Regions from separate parts of the Neogale vison genome. Here region 2 is linked to region 1. Evidence: chromatin contacts called from public Hi-C data. All regions are on one chromosome and are shown on one strand. Each heading gives the region's core, a stretch centred on a gene start, on an enhancer-like site or on the middle of the called end of the contact. The rest is flanking DNA. Distances are from core to core; before and after follow the strand shown. Region 1 holds the start of CSK (tyrosine-protein kinase CSK). Region 2 holds the start of SCAMP5 (secretory carrier-associated membrane protein 5).

The links. A called contact is a pair of places that touch in the nucleus more often than the background predicts.
Region 2: a Hi-C map of fibroblasts shows a contact between it and region 1, with 7 times the contacts expected there. The contact joins the promoter of SCAMP5 here to the promoter of CSK in region 1. A contact is called at or near these places in 2 of 3 Hi-C or Micro-C datasets (fibroblasts and muscle).

Annotation. Positions count from the first base shown.
Region 1 is chr13:116,949,808-116,953,909 of ASM_NN_V1, forward strand. It overlaps CSK (tyrosine-protein kinase CSK), which reads left to right and starts at 1,771. Exons shown (of 13, transcript XM_044230476.1): 1 at 1,771-2,349.
Region 2 is chr13:117,091,907-117,096,526 of ASM_NN_V1, forward strand. SCAMP5 (secretory carrier-associated membrane protein 5) reads left to right here and starts at 1,561. Exons shown (of 8, transcript XM_044231671.1): 1 at 1,561-1,620.

The DNA of each region.
Region 1 (4,102 bases), core at 521-3,020:
TGAGACTGGATATCTCCTCAAAGGGTAGAGGTGTGACTACTACCTCCCCCCTTTTAAAAAATAATTAATCAATTTTTGAGATAGCTGGAAGAGTGCCCATGTAGGGGGTGAGGGACAGAGGGGGAGGGAGAGAGACTCTTAAGCAGGCTCCTCTACCCAGCGCAGAGCCCAGCACCGGGCTCAATCTCATAACCCTGAGATCATGACCTGAGCCAAAATCAAGAGTCAGACACTTAGCCGACTGCACCACCCAGGCACCCCTATTTACCTCCTTGAAGGGCCACCCAGGCACCCCTATTTACCTCCTTGAAGGGCTAGCCCCTTACTGGGAAGCTGGCCCAGGGGTGCAGTGGGTCACAGGGCGAGCCTGTGGTTTGTCTGGGGAGGCACACCCAACTCGTGCTCCTGGCATTTGAGGCTCTTTGCACACTCAGCCACGCTGTCTCTCCAGCTCACTCTCCCCAGGGCTCATTACTGTCACTCTCATTCGTTCAGTCTGGGTATACTACGCTCTGCCAGTATGCCTCATTTCCCCCGCCAGACAGTGGCCCTCCTCTCTGTCCACCCAACCCTGATTCTTCCTCCAGGGCTCAGTCCCTAAGAAGTGTCTTCATGCCTCCTACCTACGCCAGAGTCTGGTTTCTCCTCCATCACTAACCACCGCCCCCCGCCCCCCAACACACACAACCACACACACTGTCTGCTTCTGTAGCTCAGAGCAGACCACTTCCCTGCTCCTCATTAACTATGACATGTAACAGTGGTACTTAGCTGAGGGCTGATCATGTGCCAACCACTGCGCACTAAGCACTTTAAATGATTTAACTCATTTCCTCACCACAAAGCCTTAAGAAATTGGTGCTATTATTTCCCCCATTTTACTAAATGAGGAAACCATAGCACAGAGTTTAAGTAACTTTCCCAATGTCACACAGCTACTGCCAACAACTTCATTGCCTCCATGCTGAAATTAAAGTCCAAGAAAGTCCCACGACGTTCGTTGGCTCTCTTGTCCCTGCAGAGACCCCCATCTCCTCCCACTCTCCTGAACCCACCCAGCAAACTGCAACCATACGAGCTATTTAGGGTTCCCCCAGCCTTCGAGCGTTCTCGTCATTCCCCGCCTTCCTCCTGGCTGTTGTTCCCTACCTGGGCTCCCAGTCCTACTAAGCCTTCCCGATAGCCCTCCCCTCTTTCCTCTTCCTGTGGACCTCCCACACCACCTCTCCACCTTTCTCAGCAGTTTCTTCGCACTTGTTTGTTGGCCTGTCAGTTATCCTACTGAGAACCCCCTGACAGTAAGGTGAGGTGGCCTAGCAGACTTCAGAGCAGAACCTGTCACGTTGTCAGAGCCAGGAAACATTTGAATGAGTGAATGAATGCTTACTAGTAGCCGTGAATGAGGCCTACTCTTCACTACAGATCCGAGGACAGAGGCCCAGGTCATGCCTCAATAGCCTCTGCATCGGGGGACCGGAGCCCAGAGAAGGCTCTGAGGTCGCCCCACTGCGGCCTGGTGGGCCCTCGCGAGTGGGACCTTCCTGAGCCTTCAGCGCGGGCCCGCAGGTGGGGGCAGGGCGTGGGCGCAGACACACCCCCCGCAGTGCCGCCGGTTCCCAGCAGGGGGCGCCGCTCCTCCGGCCCACGCCCCGCCGCGCGCCGGGCAGGCCCCCTCGCGCAGGCGCGCTGCCGCGGGCGGAGGATCCGGGCCGCGCTTCCTCTCGCCAGGCCTGTGAGCTTCCTCCCAGCGGAGCCCCGGGCAAGCCGAGCTTGGCCGCCGCCGCCGCCGCCACCGCAGCCGTCCTCCCGCTCCTGCCCCACCCCGCACCCTGCCCGGGGGGCCTGCCGGGGTGGGGTCCGAGTGGGGCTACCGCCCCCCCCCCCGCGCCGCCGTCGGGGCCGTCCCCCGGCCAGCGGTCCCTCCCGCCCCAGCCAGCCCGTGGTCGCCAGAGCCTCCGGGGCGTGGAGCGCGGGGAGCCTCCGCGGCCCCCGATCCAGCGTCCGGGGCAGCCCCCGGCAGCCCGCGCGACGTTCCAAACTCGAACCTCGGTGGCGGCGTTCGGAAGCGGAACTCTGCCGGGGCCGCGCCGGCTACATTGTTTCCTCCCCCCGACTCCCTCCCGCCCCCCTTCCCCCGCCTTTCTTCCCTCCCCGACCCGGGCCGCGCGGCCATCCCCCTGCCTCTGTCTGGCCGTCCCTCCTCCCCCTCTTTTCGCACCAATACCTCTTTGTACCGCACCCCCCGGGGACCCCTGCGCCCCTCCCCTCCCCCCTGGCCGCATGGACCGTCCCGCAGGCCGCTGATGCTGCCCGCAGCGAGGTGGCCCGGACCGCAGTGCCCCGAGAGAGGTGAGTGCTTGGAGAGTCTGGAGGGGGTGGGCGTCTGAGTGCTTCCCGAGGGAGTGAGGGTGGAGGTCGCGCGTCCCGCTTCTGTTGCTTCCGTTGCAGCTGCGGTCACGTCCACTCCCATCCCCCACCTCCCTGACTCCCCTCCTTCCCGGTTCGAATTCTCCCGGGAGTCACTGTCAGCCCGACTGGGAGGGGAGTTCACCAGGGAGGTGCTGCCCTGTGAGCCCCACGGACTTATCTCAGGCCACTCCGAGTCTGTCTGTCCGCTCTTTGCCTCCCCCTGTGTCAGGGCTGTGTGGAGCCTGGAGGGAGGGGGCAGCGTGGGTCAGGACCCTGGAGAATGGACACTTTGCTGTTCCATGCCTGTCCAGGCCCTCCCTGCAGGTCCCCTGGCCTGCCTTGTTCTGAACCCTCCGTCATTCCCCCACCGAGGAGCCAGCTGGCTCTTCTTAGGAAGCCCAGGGCCCACCACCTCCCTTGAACTTGCCAGAGGTTGAGCCTCTACGCCTCCCAAAAGACCAGGCCTAAGCCAAGGGACCTGTGACCCTTGGGTGGGGAAACTGGGCAGGGCTTCTATGTGGGTGGACATAACACTGGGCATTAGGACGATGCCCCCACCTTCTGGCAGCCTGGTCATTTCATTCTCCCAGACTCCTCAGGGCCCAGGCCAGGTGTCAGGAAGAGGCGTGTCCAGCCACCAGAGCCTTGGAGCATAACTAGAGGTTCACCTCCCCTCCCATTTTGGGGACTAGTATACTGAGGCTCAGGGGATGGAGTTGCTACCCCAGGTCTCTGGCAGAGTCAGGCTGTCTGTCCTTTCATTCTCTGCTCCGCCAAGCTGGACTGCCGTGGGTGGAGGGAAACCAGGCAGGTACCTATACCCACCAAGGACCCAGGCCCCCAGCTTGATCCAAGGGACCTTGTGGGGTGAACACGTGCTTCCCAAAGAAGGCTTCCGGGCCCAGCTCTGCCAAGGTCTGGGCTCAGGCAGCATCGGTACTACCCATGGGATTTCCCCTGGGTGTCCAAGGTGGGTCCCACCAGCAGGGGATGTGGTGGGACGGGGCGCCGTGTCTGGTGTGGCCCTGGCGCTCAGCTGAAATAGCCTGGTGGTCCGTCCTGCCCCAGGCCTCCCACACATGTGGCCCAGCTGGCCTAGGAACATGAATGGGATCCAGATGGGGAAGGTGAGAGCCCCGTTTCCACAGCCTTGGCACAGGAGTGTTGCCAGAGTGGGCACCATAGGGGCTCTTTTCCAAGCTCCCCACACTTGGGTGGTTCCAGTGTCTTTCGTGGTGGGGCCCTAACAGGAAGAGGGCAGAGACAGCAGGAGGGAGGCTGAGAGTGTGGTGGTATCCTCTTGCTCCCTGGAGGTTAGGAGGTTCCCTGGAGGATGTTAAACTGTATCTGGGCCTGCTTGGGGCCACTGGTAGTTTTGTCCTGCTCAAGACTCTGCCCTTGATGTAGAGTTTTTTTCCAGTTGCCCCGACATGCGTAGTGGAGGGGACCCAGATGTGGTGGGTCTGTGAGGCTCCCCACACCCAGCCCTAACTTCTTTCCAGCCTGGGACCTGGGGCTGAGGCCCGAAGGTTGGGGGCTTTCCTACCGACTGTGAGCTGTATGGAGACGAACCCTGGGTCCCCAGGCCTTTGTAGAAAAGGGTCTGGCTTCAGATTAGCACAGTTGCAGAGATGTTTTTTATCTGGGGAGCTTGGTGTCTTCCTGCCTCTCGGAAGTGGCTGCTCTTCTCTCT
Region 2 (4,620 bases), core at 311-2,810, 140 kb after region 1:
GCAGAGGCCCCGCCTGGGAGCCTGGGAGCCCCCGCCCCTACCGTCAGGCTCCGCCCCTAACTCGGCTTGGCCCGCCCCCGTCCTAGCCTCTGCCGGCTCCTGGGATTCAGTCCCGCCCGAGTCTAGCCACCGGGGCCAGGGAACCTTGCGTTCCGAGAGGTATAGTGGCAGCCAGGGGGTGACCTGCGGGGCGAAGTTCCCCTACAATCGCCATCTGCCCTCCCTGAGCCAACCATCATAAACGGGCGACCTAAATAAAAACTGTTTGCGATGCAAAAGCTGTTTCAAGCCGGGTCCCCGAGCCCTTGCGCGTTGGCCGCCTCTGTCGCATCTCAAGAAAGGTTTTCCGAGAGGCCTGCTGGCGCCTCTTTCCCCCACTCCTCAGGGAACACTCCCACTCCGTCCCTCCCGCGCCCGAGCCGCTCTTGTCGCCTCAAGGACAGCCTGTGCACGGTCAGCAGAGTGCGGAGGCGCTGGCTGCCGCTGCGCCCGGCGCTGCCCTCGGACGACTTCGTCGCGGCGTGGTCTTCGCAGGGCGGCGGGAGACTGAGGTCTCAGCTCGCGGCGCCTGACCGGAACAGGAGGCTCTGGGACCCCCGTACGCTCCTGGGCTGAGGGGTGAGGCGCTGGGCCAGGCTGTCCCTGAGGCGAAAGGGAAGAGAACAAGGAGAGCCCTTCTCAAGGGGAGTTAAGCTCCCCGCACCCATGGAGCGTCCTCTATGAGAGCTGCATGCTTTAGGGTAAGCCAGGCACAGTTCCCTGGTAACGTGGATCCCCTTCTTCCCAGGTGGAACTCGTTGTCAGCCAGCCTTGGCCCCCTGAGACTCAGTGGGGTCCTTTTTCAAAAAGGAGGCTGGATGAAGGCAGGTGTTGGGGGGAGAAGGGAGGAAGGTGGATAAGTTGAAGCCTCGGGGGCATTAGGAAGCTATCGGGAACACCACAGGGCTGGGAGAGTAACCCCGACATCCTGCCAGGAGAGGTAGACAGTGAAGGTGAGGCTGGGGGCTGAAGGGATGATGATGGGAGGGAAGTTAGAAGGAGCTGGACTCTCGCCCCCGGAATTGCTCTGGGACTTCGCCCCTCACCCTTCCATGCCCCCGGCGCAAGCGAGGGAGCGGTGCTGACCTGATCCAGGTTGGGTAGCCTAGCACCGCGGTGGCGGGGAGGCGCCGGGAGAGCTGCAGCGGGCGGGAAACCTCAAACGTGCGAGCGGCCTGACAGTGCCTCGGGGGAGCTGAGTCCCATCCCCGTAACGGGGCTGCCGGGTGACCTTCTGCATTCTCACAGCTGTTGTCGCCTCCTTGGCCTCTTGTTTGACCTAGCTCTCGGCCTCTGCTGTTCAGAACCCAGGCTGAACTTTGGGGGAATGGCTGGAGCTGGTGGACTTTGCGCCCCAACGTCCGAGTGACCAACTCCGTCCGGGATATCCTGGTCGCACGCTAGGCTCAGGGGCCCTCGGGGTAGTGCTCCGCTTGGAGCCCGGACTTCGGCTCAGCCCAGCTCCCGCGGGCCCCACTAGGATCCGCCACAGTCGCGGAGGCACAGCAGCCTTGAGAACACAAAGACTGACTGCAGCGCTTGGCGGCGGGCGCAGGGAACCTCACATTCCGTAAGACCGAGGTAGCTGTGGGACTTAAAGGGCAGCAGTTTCTGCTAGGCCTGGGGAAAAGTCCTGGAACCGGTGGGATCCACGGTGGAAGGGGCTGGTTAGGGAAGAAGCGAGCTCTCCATCCGCAGGAGTATGCAAGCCCAGGCCGAACCTTACTTGGAGGGGATATAGGCCGGATCTGCAGTTTGGTGGACCCGGCCTGGGAGCTCCGGGTTTGCGTCGGGTTAGCACGCGGCTGTTCTGCGGCCGCCCGGGTTGGCCCTCGAAAGCTCCCCCTCCCCCTTCTCCCACCTCCAGCTGTAGAACACAGGGATTCACTTCGCTCCCCCGGGAAGCGAGAGCGCGGAAAAGGCCCGCATTCCCTCCGGGTCCCTTCCCCTTCCCCGCTCCCTCTGCAGCACTTAAAATGTAAATGTACATCGTGATTAGCCGCCGGGTCGCTAATTACCGCTGAAGCCATTCATTACCCTGTCAGCGCGCGTCCTAGCCTGCCGGCTGTGCGCTCCAGCTGGGCGGTGGCGGGTGGAGGGGTGGGAAGGTTCAAGGAGTGGGGGAACTGTGAGTAAGCGTGAGGAGATTGGCTGGGAGGAAGCGGGGGCGGAAGAGGGGCCAGTGGGGGTGAAAAAATGGGTGGGCGGTGATGTACCGGGGCGAGGCTGGAAGAGGGGAGAAATGCGCAGGCCGCAAGGATTGGGGACAGTGAAGTGGCGAGGATACGCGCGGGGGAGGGTTGGGGAGGGGAGGGGCGAGGTTAGAGAGCAAACAGGGACTGGGAGCCGGACGAAGGGAGAATACGCGGGGAGGCGGCCAGGAACCCCGGAGAAGGGGCGAACACGGCTGGGAGGAGAGTAGAGGGTTCAACTCGGAAGGTGGGCAAGTAAATTTGCGTATGGGTGGCGCAGACCCCGCGACGGTTGGAAACGTGGAAAGACAGTCAAGGCTGTTAAAGAGCTGGGTAGGGCCGGGAGTTTTTTTGTTTTTTTTTTTTTTTGTTTTTGTTTTTGTTTTTTTTAAGGCGCGCGAGTTGGGGGGGGGGAATCTATTTCCATATGTGTGCGTTTGTAGATGTAAATGTATTTTTAAAATATCTTTAAGAAAAGAGCACACTGCATCTGTTACCTCGGAGGCAGCATTCAGTTTTTGTGAGCCTCTTGAAGAAAAGAGCTACTGAATACAGAATTTAGCACAGAGCCCTGGAACAGCCTGTGTACAGGAGGTACTGACCTTGGAGCCCGAGCTTCATTACCTCCTTTTTGCCTCTATGTGACCTTGAGCAATTTACTTAATTTCTGTGCCTTGCTTTTCTCAGCTGTGAAACGGGGCTGACATAGGAACTGGTCTCCTAAACGGGCTGTGAGACACATCGCAGTCTTAGAAACTTGGCTGGTGGATTCTCGGGAAATGTTGGCTAGTATTTTTAACATATGATTGGAGATTTAAATAAATTTTAAAAAATTTTAAAGGGAGGTGAGGGGGAAAGAAATCTGGTGAAAGGAAAGGAAAATGGGCAAAGCCTTGGCAAGGGCAGTTTTCCTGATATGTTAGGGACTACTTAGTGGCAGCCTGAAATCCTTTCACCTTCAGAGGAGGTGGTGGGGTGGCTAGACTGGAGCCTGGGCTTAGCCACTACAGCGACAGCTCCCTGCTCTGCAAGAGGACCTTTCCCGCAGCAGTGCACCCTGCCTCTGTGGACAAGTCTCTTCTCACCCCAAAACTGGGAGAAATCCCCAGGCACAGAGCAGGTCTCCTCCTCCTCTGTCTCCAGTGGCAGGAAGAGCAAGCATGAGGACATGATCCTGAAGAAACTGCTCCTAGTCCTAGCCCCTCTGGGCAAGGACTTGGGAACATGCAAAGGAGTCAGGAATTAGAAATTTAGAAGGGGGCCTAAGGGAGCTCACTATAAAGTGCCCAGCATTGGGTCAGGTACTTTTTTTTTTTTTAAGTCTTTTTTAAAAAGTTTTTTAAAAATTTAATTTTAAAGATTTATTTATTATTATTATTTGACAGATAGATCACAAGTAGGCAGAGCAGCAGGCAGAGAGAGAGGGGGAAGCAGGCTTCCCACTGAGCAGAGAGCCTGATGTGGGGCTTGATCCCAGGATCCTGGGATGATGACCTGAGCTGAAGGCAGAGGCTTTAACCCACTGAGCCACCCAGGCATCCCTGGGTCAGGTGCTCTTAACAGATACATTCTCCAATTCAGTTTTCATAATCTTCCTTTTCATCATTTGGAAACTGAGGCGCAGAGAGGTTAAGTAACTTGCCCAGTCATCACAGCTAGAAAGCAGCGACCACATGTGTTTGAATGGAGGTGCTCTGACTCACTTTACTACCTCACCCGAGTGAGTATAAGAGAAAAGGAAACTCAAATGATCTGAGCTGCCTATTAAAGGTATGAGTTGGGGCGCCTGGGTGGCTCATTGGGTTGAGCCTCTGTCTTCAGCTCAGGTCATGATCTCAGGGTCCTGGGATCAAGCCCCACATTGGGCTTTTTGCTCAGCGGGGGGCCTGCTTCCCCTCCACCCCTGCCTGCCTCTCTGCCTACTTGTGCTGTCAAATAAATAAATAAAATCTTAAAAAAATAATAAAGCTCTGAGTTGACTTTGGAGAGAGCAGATGTTTCTACAATGGGGAAGATATATTGCTTATCTATTGCTGCATAAAAAATTACCCCAGGGGTACCTGGGTGGCTCAGTGGGTTGGGCCTCTGGTCATGATTAGCTCAGGTCATGATCCCAGGGTCCTGGGATCGAGGCCTGCATCGGGCTCTCTGCTCAGTGGGGAGCCTTCTTCCTCCTCTCTCTCTGCCTGCCTCTCTGCCTACTTGTGGTCTCTGTCTGTCAAATAAATAAATAAATAAAACCCTTTAAAAAAAAGAAAAAAGAAAAAAAATTATCCCCAAAACTCAGCAGATTGAAACAAAAACAAAACTCAGCAGGTTGGAACAAAAAACATAAAACAAAAACAAAACCTCAGCAGGCTTCTGAGGGCTACAGACCCAAGAGCAGCTT